Regions from separate parts of the Salmo salar genome. Here region 2 is linked to region 1. Evidence: chromatin contacts called from public Hi-C data. All regions are on one chromosome and are shown on one strand. The core of a region is the stretch at or near the end of the contact, and the rest is flanking DNA. Distances in the headings are between cores, read along the strand shown. Region 1 has its middle 8.9 kb from the start of LOC106573601. Region 2 has its middle 89 kb from the start of LOC106573597.

Evidence for each region. Hi-C and Micro-C count contacts between places; a contact is called where the count stands out from the background.
Region 2: a Hi-C map of muscle shows a contact between it and region 1, with 3 times the contacts expected there. The contact joins two enhancer-like sites. A contact is called at or near these places in 2 of 3 Hi-C or Micro-C datasets (gill and muscle).

What each region holds. Positions count from the first base shown.
Region 1 is chrssa16:38,350,184-38,356,909 of Ssal_v3.1, reverse strand. No RefSeq gene overlaps it. Among protein-coding and RNA genes, the nearest start is that of LOC106573601, 8.9 kb to the left of the region's middle. Within about 2 kb of position 3,374, at least 2 of the 13 cell types and tissues checked have an H3K27ac peak or open chromatin away from gene starts, as enhancers often do. A contact at or near this core is called in muscle, where this site is marked.
Region 2 is chrssa16:38,460,400-38,467,086 of Ssal_v3.1, reverse strand. No RefSeq gene overlaps it. Among protein-coding and RNA genes, the nearest start is that of LOC106573597, 89 kb to the left of the region's middle. Within about 2 kb of position 2,371, at least 2 of the 13 cell types and tissues checked have an H3K27ac peak or open chromatin away from gene starts, as enhancers often do. A contact at or near this core is called in muscle, where this site is marked.

The DNA of each region.
Region 1 (6,726 bases), core at 2,125-4,624:
CAGCCTGATTTCATCTGTGACGTCAGGGGAGTAGAGCGCGCTGGCTGCGGCCTTCTCCCTATCACACGCTTCAAATAGCACACCATCGTCACTGGAGAGAGACGTCATTCATTCCTGTCTCCTTCTGGTTCGGTCCCAGGCTCTCTTTCTCCCCGCCTCCCTCATCCTCCCTGACTTTCCTCTCTCCCTCTGCCAGGTCCTTTCTCTCTCCCCCTTCTCTGATAAAGGGTGGAAAGCTTCAAGTTCCTCGGCGTACACATCACTGACGATCTGAAATGGTCCACCCACACAGACAATGTGGTGAAGAAGGTGCAGCAGCGCCTCTTCATCCTCAGGAGGCTGAAGAAATTTGGCTTGTCACCAAAAACACTCAAACTTTTACAGATGCATAATCGAGAGCATCCTGTCGGGCTGTATCACTGCCTGGTACGGCAACTGCACCGCCCGCAACCGCAGGGCTCTCCAGAGGGTGGTGCGGTCTGCCCAACGCATCACCGGGGGCAAACTACCTGCCCTCCAGGACACCTACAGCACCCGATGTCACAGGAAGGCCAAAAAGATCATCAAGGACAACATCCACCCGAGCCATTGCCTGTTCACCCTGCTATCATCCAGAAGGCGAGGCCAATACAGGTGCATCAAAGCTGGGACCGAGAGACTGAAAAACAGCTTCTATCTCAAGGCCATCAGACTGTTAAATAGCCATCACTAGTCGGCTACCATCCTATATACATAGACTTGGAATCACTGGTCACTTTAATAATGTTTACATACTGCTTTACTCATTTCATATGTATATACCTTATTCTACTGTATTTTAGTCAATGCCACAATGCCGACATTGCTCGTCCTAATACTTATATATTTCTTAATTTCATTATTTTACATGTGTGTGTTGTTGTGAACTGTTAGATATTACTGCACTGTTGGAGCTAGGAACACAAGCATTTTGCTACACCCGCAATAACATCTGCTAAATGTGTGTATGTGACAAATAAAATTTGACTTGATTTGATAACAGCCTAGTGTGGGCTGTAAATCTACAGCTGAGGGTTCATTGCACTCTAGACTGCAGACTGGGAAGTCAGGTGTTTTGAGAATAGTCTAACATTAGCAGGATATGCCAGTAAATTCCACAAAGGGACTGTACTACTGTACAAATAGATGCAAATCAAATGTAGCCATCTTTCCTCACCCGTAACTTCCCCAGTTACATATACATCGCACAAACTGATGACTTACTGCTCTCAATAGATGATTTCTGAGAAGGCATGTACTGAAGATGTTATCCATATGCAGTAACAGCATTTACTCCTGAGAGATTACATTAGAGAAACCAGGAGTGAGTCAGAGCAGCAACTTCAAACTGACCGTCTATATCTACACTATTATATCATATGACTAATGTAGGGGAGACTTGAGAGATCAAAAGGACAGACTTGAGTTCATAAGCAGCCGAAAAGGAATTTGTGGCTCGACTTCTTAACTACCCACTGCCAGAGAAAAGCATCCCGTAGCTATAAAACTTGTGAGGGGAGAATTCTCCACACCAAAGACACTTCTCAATGTTTTATTTCTAGGATTGCATTATTCTCTGAATAATTTATATTAACAGATGTTGCACAAAATCCTCACACTGTCTAGAATAGTCTGGGGAATAAAGACCCTAGTCAAGGTTAATACTGCAGCCTAAGTCCAGCGAGATAGCTATCTGGCTATGTTTAGTCAGGTTGGTGTATTATTTCTGTTGACGTTACTTGATACAGCCAGTCAGCCAAGAAAAACTTCAGAGTTAATTAGTCAGATGTGTCTATTTTTACCGTCCAGTTGACATCTGACATTAACTGCTTGTTAAGGATGTGTTTATCATGCAGGGCTAATATTAGCCAAATTAATTATTTAAGAAAATACTTGGCAAGGGAGTCAGACACCTAATAATGGATAATGTAATACTCCTGGCCTGACAGTATGTTCTCATAGATGCAACACTACATTATTTACTTTGACTGTCAATGAACGATCAGTACCAAGTACCACTTCAAACACACATTTCCATCTTTTATAGCATTTTGGAAAAATCCCCTGAGAATCTATTTGTAGGGAGTTCTGGAATGACCTCCGTCCTTTCCTAACGCACGTGGGGCACTGACCAATGACGGCATTTTGGGGATGCCTGACCGCCCTGGCCGGGGCTGAACACAATCATAACCACTGAAATACAATATGTCCTCTGACAAACAGATAGCTGCAATGGAAAGGGGCAAATTGAACCATATTTGTCCCTGTAGCCCTGTTTGGTCTGACGTATTAGGTCGCTAGGGCACAGGCCATAATATGCAGAGATAAGCAGTGAATGTGGTTTTCAAGACCATGAGGGTGGAAAATCCTAAATGGGCTGACGTCGGGGGGGAATAGGAGGTTGACGCAGGAGGAAAGATGGATATCATTGGGAATCCTCTATGGAACATTCCCCCTTTTGACAGGGATACATTCTGAAGGACAAGCTGGTGGTGGTCTCTAAGCCTATACCAATCAGCACGTGATAACTGTGATAACTGTATTAACAGCCTTCCTTGTAGCTCAGTTGGTAGAGCATGGTGTTTGCAACGCCAAGGGTTGTGGGTTCGATTCCCACGGGGGGCCAGGAAAAAAAAAATGTATGAAATGTATGCATTCACTACTGTAAGTCGCTCTGGATAAGAGCGTCTGCTAAAATGACTAAAATGTAAAAATTTATTCCTCTGTGCCGGGCCACAGCCACACGACAGGCCGCCGGAGCTGACATTGGTGCCAGCACCACTGTGCCCTGGACTGGAAGTTGTTGGATGGAGGTTGCATGCAGGCGTGAGGAGGACAGAGCTGGAATCTGGGCCCTGTCAGAGCTGGTGTAAGCGTGTTAAAGGAGTTATGCCTGCCTTGGTGGAAACTAGCTCGATGACATATTTTCCAAGTGCTTCAGCAGAGAGGCATGTGATTAGGGAACCACTGAGCACTCAGTCACACAGGGAGAGGAGGGTCACCAAGTTAGCCAGGGGGAGGAGGTGACGTGAGTGACAGACCACACATTGTGGGCAAATTCTGTTTTAAAGTCCACTGAACTTCACTGCTTGTCAAAAGGTTCCAAATAACTCATGAGCCAGAAAAATGAAACAATATACCCAAAAAGGTGTTCCCCCTGGTATCCGTTCCCTTTGGCACTAACCCCCAATAAAAGTTACTTCCAATCATATAACCACATTATACTTGTCTGGACCTACCAGGCTATTAAAAGTACACTGACATGTCTGAGCCATCACTTGACTCTCTTGAGAGTCCTAGATGTCTGTGTGTGTGTGCCTGTGTATTTGTGTGACGCAAGCTTGGGTGTGTGTAACACAAATGCATTCCTTTGTGGTGCTCTGTGTTATGGAAAGAGAGAGAGCAACCAGAACAGCTTAGTACTGTAACCTTGATACAGAGGAAAATGGACAGCTCATATGGGAGTGACTGATGGAGAGTTGGAGGAGAGGGATATAACTGGACAGGAAAGCTCCACACAGCCAAAATATATGACTAAGACAAACGGCTAGTGAACTCAGGCACACTGAACCAGCATGGCTACCACAGCAATCTGCAGTGATACGCCATCCCATCTGGTTTGCGCTTAGTGCGACTAACATTTGTTTTTCAACAGGACAATGACCCAACACACCTCCAGGCTGTGTAAGGGCTATTGGATCAAGAAGGAGAGTGACGGAGTTCTGCATCAGATGACCTGGCCTCCACAATCACCCAACCTCAACCCAACTGAGATAGCTTGGGATGAGTTGGACTGAAGAGTGAAGGAAAAGCAGCCAACAAGTGCTCAGCATATGTGGGAACTCCTTCAAGACTGTTGGAAAAGCAATCCAGGTGAATCTGGTTGAGAGAATGATAAGAGTGTGCAAAGCTGTCCTCAAGGCAAAAGGTGGCTACTTTGAAGAATCTAAAATAAATGATGATTTGTTTAACACTTTTTGGGTTACTACATGATTTCATGTGTTACTTCATAGTGAAGACATCAAAACTATTATTCTACAATGTAGAAAACAGTACAGTGGCTTGCGAAAGTATTCACCTTCTTGGCATTTTTCCTATTTTGTTGCCTTACAACCTGGAATTAAAATTGTTTTTTTTGGGGGGGGTTGCACGCACCACTTTTCTATTGTTTGTTTTTTAGAATTTTTGGAACAAGTCATTTTTTTCATTTCACTTCACCAATTTGGAATATTTTGTGTATGTCCATTACATGAAATCCAAATTAAAATCTATTTAAATTACAGGCTGTAATGCAACAAAATAGGAAAAACGTCAAGGGGGATGAAATGAGTAGGTGTCCAAACCTTTGACTGGTACTCTCTCTGTGTTTTATTGTAACATACACTGGATTGGTGCAGTGAAATTTGTTGTTTTACAGGGTCAGCCATAGTAGTACGAGGGCCATGGAGAAAATTATGGTTAGTGCCTTGCTCAAGGGCACATTGACATTTTTTCACCTTGTCGGCTCAGGTATTCGAGCCAGCAACCTTTCGGTTACTGACCCAATGCTCTAACTGCTAGGCCACCTGACGCCCTAGAAGAGGCTCTCCCAATGGACCAGGCCACCATGCAGTATAATGGTAGTAATACGCTGTGAATAACATGTAGAATTGACTGTGCGTGATCAGTAATGATAATACATCACAGGATAAAAAGGTTACTAGGACATAGAAAAACATGAAAGTGTTCGCTCATCGCAAAGTCCCCTCTCCCTCCCAACATGATGACATCACTGGCCAAATGGACATGAATGGCTTGGCAAATTAACAACGTTGGGGCAACGTTATATTTTTACCGCTGTTGCAAAGTAATTTTCTACCAACCTATTTATTGACTAAATCTAAATGTACATAGGCCTACTATTTTAGTGGGAGCATGAAAGGACATGCTGCTTGCTCGATGAGCGCTTGCCCCCACTTACACAGTGAATCACACAAGTGTTAGTAAGTGGAGGGGGTTAACACACTTCTAGACCCCTGTGCCCATAGCCTCACCCAGGCACTCCCCAAATCCCTCTAGAATGTGACACCCCTCCTATTGGAATGAAACACTGAAACAAAAACATTGTCAGCAGCCCCAGGAAGAGCCGGGGATATTTTACACATCGACCCCAGCCAAGTCACAACCATGCCTAGACCCAGACAGAGACACACCCTTTCAGCCATTTTGTATTGCACAACGTCAGAGAGGATTCATTAGGCCCTAATCTATGGATTTCACGTGACTGGGAATACAGATATGCATCTGTTGGTTTAAGATACCTTAAAAAAAAGCACCTCACAATGGGCCTCAGGACTTCGTCACGGTATCGCTGTGCATTCAAATTGCAATCGATTAAATGCAATTATGTTCATTGTCCGTAGCTTATGCCTGCCCATACCATAACCCTATCGCCACCATGGGGCATTCAGTTCACAACGTTGACATAAGCAAACCGCTCGACCACACGCGGTCTGCGGTTGTGAGGCCGGTGGACGTACTGCCAAATTCTCTAAAACGATGTTGGTGGCTTATGGTAGAGAAATGCATATTAAATTCTCTGGCAACAGCTCTGGTAGACATTCCTACAGTGAGCATGCCAATTGCATGCTCCCTCATGACATTTGTGGCATTGTGTAGTGACAAAACTGCACATTTTAGTGGCCTTTTGTCCCCAGCACAAGGTGCAACTGTGTAATGATAATTCCATTTAACACAATTCTTGATATGCCAAATCTGTCAGGTGGATGGATTATCTTGGTAAAGGAGAAAATGCTCACTAAGAGGGATGTAAACAAATGTGCACAAAATGAGAGAAATAAGCTTTGGGTGTATGGACAATTTATGGGATCTTTTATTTCAGCTCATGAAATATGGGACCAACACTTGTTGCATTTATGTTTTTGTTAAATGTACATTGCTTTTATACCAATAAAGAGGTCTTACAAACAAGTATCCAGTGCGCCCTTATACCCAGGAGACACTTGAGCGGCTTTAGGGCTGAAAGTAGTCTGTTCATGAGATGACTTATCTACTATATAAACATCATTTGGTCATAGCTACGGTACCATTTATGCAAGATTTTAGTTGTGGGTTAAACGAGATTAGTAAATGAGTCACCATCTATCAGCATAGACTGAAATAGAAGTTCAATAAGCCTGGTGCAGTTAAGGGGGACTGACAAAACGTTTAACCAGCGTATGGCATCATATTATGACATATTGTTGAGCAATGCTATTGCAAAACAAGAACTCTATACCCCTGTTCTCGGCATTCACTTGATTCAGTTTCCTCAGATCTCATTCATATGTCACAGGACAAACCTCAAAATGTCCTCCCCTTCCATCTGTACAATAACTGGAATTCCCAAAAAAGTGACATACCGCTCTAGATGACATCTCGATCCACAGCGTCACCACTAAGAAACTAATATGTAGAGAGTAGTTCACAGCCAACAGACCAGTAAGGGAAGAGAATAGAGTATGCAGGATGTGGAGACTTTAAAAAAATATCCCATGTTAATGGAAACTGGTGTTTCTACTACTGTGAATCACAGGACTGTACTCTGTATACCATTTAGTATAACCTTGCTGAGAATGTGGTTATGACAGTTGTTGAATAAACAGTGCAAGGGGGCCTCTGTCTATCAATGGATACAGTTGAAGTTGGAACTTTACATATACTTAGGTT
Region 2 (6,687 bases), core at 1,122-3,621, 110 kb before region 1:
CCCCATTGAACACCTTTGGGATGAATTGGAACACAGACTGACTGCGAGCCAGGCGTAATCACCCAACATCAGTGCCCAAGCTCACTAATGCTTTTGTGGCTGAATGGAAGCAAGTCCCCACAGTAATGTTCCAACATCTAGTGGAAAGCCTTCCCAGAAGAGTGGAGGCTGTTATAGCAGCAGAGGGGGGACCAACTCCATATTAATGCCCATGATTTTGGAATGAGATGTTCAATGAGCAGGTGTCCACATACCTTTGGCCATGTGGCGAATAAGAAAGATCAGGATTATATTATTATAATTTTTTACATGTATCTAACCCCTTATTTTTGGCGCTAAACAGTCTCCATATACAGTCTTCTTCCATTAATTGTTTCAACTGGTACCAAGGGACCTTCAGACAAGTCGTGTTAGGCCTGTGGGCATCCAAGAGCAAATCAACTGACATGTACGTGTTTGTGACAGTCTAACCTTTACACCGAGGGGTGTGTAGTCCAAACTGTTCGGACGCTACAGACAGAAGTTGGCAGATCGGCTGTACCAACTTCAGACGAGTCCCAAGATGCTTGTGGGGGTCTCAGTGCAAAACTGAGAACACATGAGCATCTCAAAAGGTTGTAGGCCAAATCATTCGGATACTACAGCCGATTTTGTGAGATAAACGATTTTTGGGATGTCTCACTGTCTGACAAACACCACTCTAGCTCTGTCACCTTTCACCGCAGATGCGGAAGGGTTACATATGGCGATGTGGTGGATTGAGACGCATCCAATGCCAAAAAAAAAGATCTCTAGCTTAAACTGACAGATTTTTATGGGGATTTTTTAATTATGCTAATTAGATGTCCGGGGGGGTGCGGACATTGACATTAGGGGGTTAAATAAATAGGAGGAAGCAACCTGTAGAGCGGAAAAAACTGCCGACGAACAGTATACTGTACAAAGCCATGGGAAGTGGAGTTTTGTTGAGATCTGCAAGTAAGACAGAGACAGTTCTGAGGCCTCTTTCACTTTGCCCAGTCATGATTTATCGCTGTGCAGAGTTGAAAAGATGACCTCTGTCGAGAACACCTGGAGAAAGCAAACAGAGTCAACACACAAGGAGGGGAGGTCATTTTCAAAGAGCTCTTAAAAATATGTTTTTTTTTATATACTTAACTTCAGTATCAGAGAGCCAACCAACCAATGTAAAGGCCACCAGTTAAAGTGCTTGCGCTGTATGTAGGGGTCTGTGGTGTGTGGTCAGCATTTTGTCTCTGTGTTAAAAAACCCAATACAAAAGGGCAGCTTCCTGTGCTGGGCGACCGGGGGACAGTACCCTAGTTCTGCATTCACTAGGGTTTTAGTCACAACAATCACCGCTCAAGAGCATTGTTCAGCCCTGCTTTTTCTTTTATTTTTCTCTCTCTCTTTCTCTCTCTGTTGGTTGATGTGTCAGCAGCTGGGCCTCACAGATCTTCATCTCCGGCAGAGAGACAGAAAGGTCAGAGACTCCAGGAAATGGCCCCCAGCCACATGTTGGGCTGTTTGAGATGTGCTCGGTTCTTACCAGGGCCAAATTTAGAACCCGAGGGCCATGAAATAACCTGAAGAGCAAGTGTTTATCTTTACTATTTCGAAGTGTGGACAAGTCCTTATCATTGCATGTAGCTAGAGGGTACGTCATGTCTGCTCCCGGTGCCCTCTAGCCTCAGAGACTCCTGTGTGAATCTCAGGCTGTCCTCTACCTACAGGCTGTTTAGATGGGTTGTAGGTTGTCTTTGGTAGCTGTGGCATTTTCCCTGAGAGCAGGTCATACTCCGGAACTTTTGTAGCCACTGTCCAGACCTGGCCTGCCTGCATTATTCCCCTGTACCTCAACTGGCAGTACCTCTACCCCAGTGTTTTCCCATTGTCTCTAACTGCTGAGCTGCAGGGCCGAGAGGGACAGACAGAGCCCTGAATAGTGTGCGTGTGTACGCTTGTGCGTGCATGTGTGTGAGAGAGAGAAAGAGAGAGAGAGGAAAAGAGAGACGGGGAGAGAGAGAGGAAGAGAGCGAGAGGAAGAGAGAGTGTGCCTCAGTGCATGCATGCGTGCATAAGTGCTGTCTGCGTGCATCTGTGCGTGTGTCCCTAGACCCAGCCATGCCCGTTACTCACCGGGCTGCGTGATGCTGTGATCCCGGCAGGACCCTGAGCCAAGCCTGCGGCGAGGCCAGGAGGAGCTCGCTAACTCCAGAACCTTTACATGTTATCAGGCCGAGTGGTGGAAACAGAGAGCTGGCAGCGCCTGCAGCTACCATTAATATTCTGGAGAGTCAGGGGCAGCAGGCGGCTGTCAGCACATGGCTCTCCAGTTTCAGATCCACTGTGGCACTGGTCCCATAAAGGAGATGGCAGACATGACTCACCTACACTACACAGCAGGACAGGGGGAGCAGTAATGGGCCCACAGACGCACAGACCTACCTCAGCTCCCAGTCACCCTCCAAGCCACTGACGTCATACGACCCAGATAGACATGCCTTCCGAAATAAAATAGCCTAACCCCCCATGACCAGGAGAGAGAGTAACTTACCAGGCTTTGTGCATCGCTGCTCTACTGAAAATCAGGCAGAGAAACACTAGGGAGTGGAAAGGCGAACACGAAGTCACACTCCAAGCAGAGTGTATGAAAATAGAGGAAGGGGTATAGGTTAGGGCACCGTACTTTGTTATGACACAAAACAACGGACGGGGTGAAAAAACATACAAAAGTGGAAATGAGAGACAGGAAAATGTCCAAATGAAAGATAAATCATGTCCAGCAGTTAGAATAATGTCCAGCTAAACTCCTTGACCAGAGGTCTGATTCTGGAGAGAAAGCCTGCACTAGCAATTTATGTTAGCAATAAAGGCCCATGGGGCAAAAAGGAAATGAGTGTGTCCAAAAATTATTTAAGAAAGAGCTACAAAGAAACGGGAAATGAAAAATGAACACAAATGTCATTCAGACCCATAAGTTGCCTTTTCCTTTTACCAAGAAGAAACCCAAATAAGTAGACAAGTCTGATGTGGTTTTTTGAAGGTCTGTCAAATCAAGGGAGCTCCCGTTTCTTTTGGACAGGAACCAAGTTTGTCCATTCTGGGTTGAGATATGGAGGACAGCTGTCCAGGCCCTCCCAGTCAGCATCCCAGTCTACTCAAACAGAGAGGGCCCTCATTATATGACAACCCACACCACCATCGCTCTTTTCAGAGAACTTTAATTTGCACAGCTGGGCCTCACAGGCAACAATTAATTGTGAAATTTATGCTATGGCAAAGTCCTAATATGCCAGCGCAATCTCGGCATTGATTTTGTAAAAATCGATGTAGTTCTGGGGGCTGACTGCAGCCATTTATAGAGTTGTCAGTCCAGACTTCCTGTAGTTAGTTCTACAAGGTGAGCATGTACAATAGCTCTGGCCAGGGTTTGTTTAGGGCCAAGGCCCTGTGTGTATTGACACAGCTGCCAAGGAGGGCGACAAAGGAGAGGGAGGGAGAGGGAGGGAGAGAAGTTTGGGTAAGACTGCCTTGAGCTTTGGGTTCAGGGGCAATGATGAAGGTGAGATGCAATGCATGGGGGTGGGAGAGTTGTGTCGAAGAGGGCAAGAAATGTGATTCCATCAGAAAAAGGAGTTTTGGCTTCCCGTATACACAATGATATCTGTTAATCTACTGTGTGAAGGAGCCAGAGTGTGTTTACGTACGTGGTTTGTGAGTGTGCGTGGGTGTGTGTGTGTATATACGTGGGAAAGGGAAGTAAGGAGGACTGGCTCATCATTATAAGCATTCATCGTTCAGTGTGACCTCTTGCTCTGTCATCAGCATGCCGTTTGTCTGTGTCGGGATTAAAGGGCTTTTCTGCTAGAGGAAGCTTGAATGATACTTAGCCGAGGTTGCCTTAACCCTGCAGCAAACGACCTTTGTCCAAACCTCATGTTTCTCACTCCACCACAAATATCTTGAGATTAAATTGCATAGCGCACCAATGGATCTTAGCAACAATAACATAATGGATAAACGCTTCTATTTCTACATTACTTGAGGTTCTAGGTTTCCTGAATTATTAAACACAAATTTGTCAAGGTTACACTTGAATCAATACGGCAATTGCAAGATTAGTCTAGCAGTGTGTTGTTTTGATTGAAGCAGTAAGCCTACTACAGTAGATTGATAAAGAGAGAGGCTCTTCTCTCCTCCAGAGGTGATGTTGATAAAGAGAGAGGCTCTTCTCTCCTCCAGAGGTGATGTTGATATAGAGAGAGGCTCTTCTCTCCTCCAGAGGTGATGTTGATGAAGAGAGAGGCTCTTCTCTCCTCCAGAGGTGATGTTGATGAAGAGAGAGGCTCTTCTCTCCTCCAGAGGTGATGTTGATAAAGAGAGAGGCTCTTCTCTCCTCCAGAGGTGATGTTGATAAAGAGAGAGGCTCTTCTCTCCTCCAGAGGTGATGTTGATAAAGAGAGAGAGGCTCTTCTCTCCTCCAGAGGTGATGTTGATAAAGAGAGAGGCTCTTCTCTCCTCCAGAGGTGATGTTGATAAAGAGAGAGGCTCTTCTCTCCTCCAGAGGTGATGTTGATAAAGAGAGAGGCTCTTCTCTCCTCCAGAGGTGATGTTGATATAGAGAGAGAGGCTCTTCTCTCCTCCAGAGGTGATGTTGATAAAGAGAGAGGCTCTTCTCTCCTCCAGAGGTGATGTTGATAAAGAGAGAGGCTCTTCTCTTCTCCAGAGGTGATGTTGATAAAGAGAGAGAGGCTCTTCTCTCCTCCAGAGGTGATGTTGATATAGAGAGAGAGGCTCTTCTCTCCTCCAGAGGTGATGTTGATAAAGAGAGAGGCTCTTCTCTCCTCCAGAGGTGATGTTGATAAAGAGAGAGGCTCTTCTCTCCTCCAGAGGTGATGTTGATAAAGAGAGAGGCTCTTCTCTCCTCCAGAGGTGATGTTGATAAAGAGAGAGGCTCTTCTCTCCTCCAGAGGTTATGTTGATAAAGAGAGAGGCTCTTCTCTCCTCCAGAGGTGATGTTGATAAAGAGAGAGGCTCTTCTCTCCTCCAGAGGTGATGTTGATAAAGAGAGAGGCTCTTCTTTCCTCCAGAGGTGATGTTGATAAAGAGAGAGAGGCTCTTCTCTCCTCCAGAGGTTATGTTGATAAAGAGAGAGGCTCTTCTCTCCTCCAGAGGTGATGTTGATAAAGAGAGAGAGGCTCTTCTCTCCTCCAGAGGTGATGTTGATAAAGAGAGAGAGGCTCTTCTCTCCTCCAGAGGTGATGTTGATAAAGAGAGAGAGGCTCTTCTCTCCTCCAGAGGTTATGTTGATAAAGAGAGAGGCTCTTCTCTCCTCCAGAGCTGATGTGGATAAAGAGAGAAGCTCTTATCTCCTCCAGAGGTTATGTTGATAAAGAGAGAGGCTGTTCTCTCCTCCAGAGGTGATGTTGATAAAGAGAGAGGCTCTTCTCTCCTCCAGAGGTGATGTTGATAAAGAGAGAGGCTCTTCTCTCCTCCAGCGGTGATGTTGATAAAGAGAGAGGCTCTTCTCTCCTCCAGAGGTGATGTTGATAAAGAGAGAGAGGCTCTTCTCTTCTCCAGAGGTGATGTAACTCCCTATTATCTTGTCAAAGATAACAAACAGAAGAAGTCACTCTGTCCAAGAAGTCAGACACAATGTAATTGAAATTCCACTGAGCAGAAACTCCCTGCTTTCACACTGGAAATACCAGTCAGACTCAACTTTACTTACATAATAGTGTATAGCCAACACCACCACAGAGACACAGACTCCTTGACTCAGTAACCACGGACACCGACCAGACAACAAAGACACCAAACATCCAGAATGACGACTATGTCTTTAGTGGTCAGCGCACACTGGACTGTGAAGAAACAACACAGCAGGACTTTGACATGCAGAGAAATTGACTAGTGTTCCATAAAAAACGGCCATCGGGAAACAGTCTATTTTGGGGACATTTCTGCCACCGACAAACTCCTAATAGTGTGAGAGTAAAATAAAAAAAACTATTCCTAATAGAATACAACCTTGCTGAATTAGAACAACGGAAGCTGTGCCTATGGGACCATATGTCACAACCTACTGTAAGAATATTTCAAAGATAAATACACAACGCAGAGGACGAGAGGTCAATAGAGTACTAACGATCAATGGAAATAGTGTTTTTTCTGTAATAACAATGGGTCAGAGACATGGGAGGAATTTCAGTCCCGGACTCATAGCTACATGGCAAGTTCTCATTGGTCCAAATTGTTTATACATTGAACCTGAAATAGGATACTTGTTATTTGGGCATTGGCCCAGTTTTATTGCAAGGAATTCTAATTGGTCAACCACAGGCTAGGGCTGGGTTATACAACTGCATCCTGTCCCTTTGTTCTGTTGAGAGAATCACAGGAGATAATCACTGGAGAGAATCACTGGAGAGAATCACAGGAGATAATCACTGGAGAGAATCACGGGAGAGAATCACTGGAGAGAATCACGGGAGAGAATCACTGGAGAGAATCACTGGAGAGAATCACGGGAGAGAATCACTGGAGAGAATCACGGGAGAGAATCACTGGAGAGAATCTCAGGAGAGAATCACTGAGGACAGGGGAGCATGAACATCACCATCTACCTCCCCACATGATTTGTTCTCTTTGAATAAACCTATTTTCCTCCCCCTGATTTGCTTT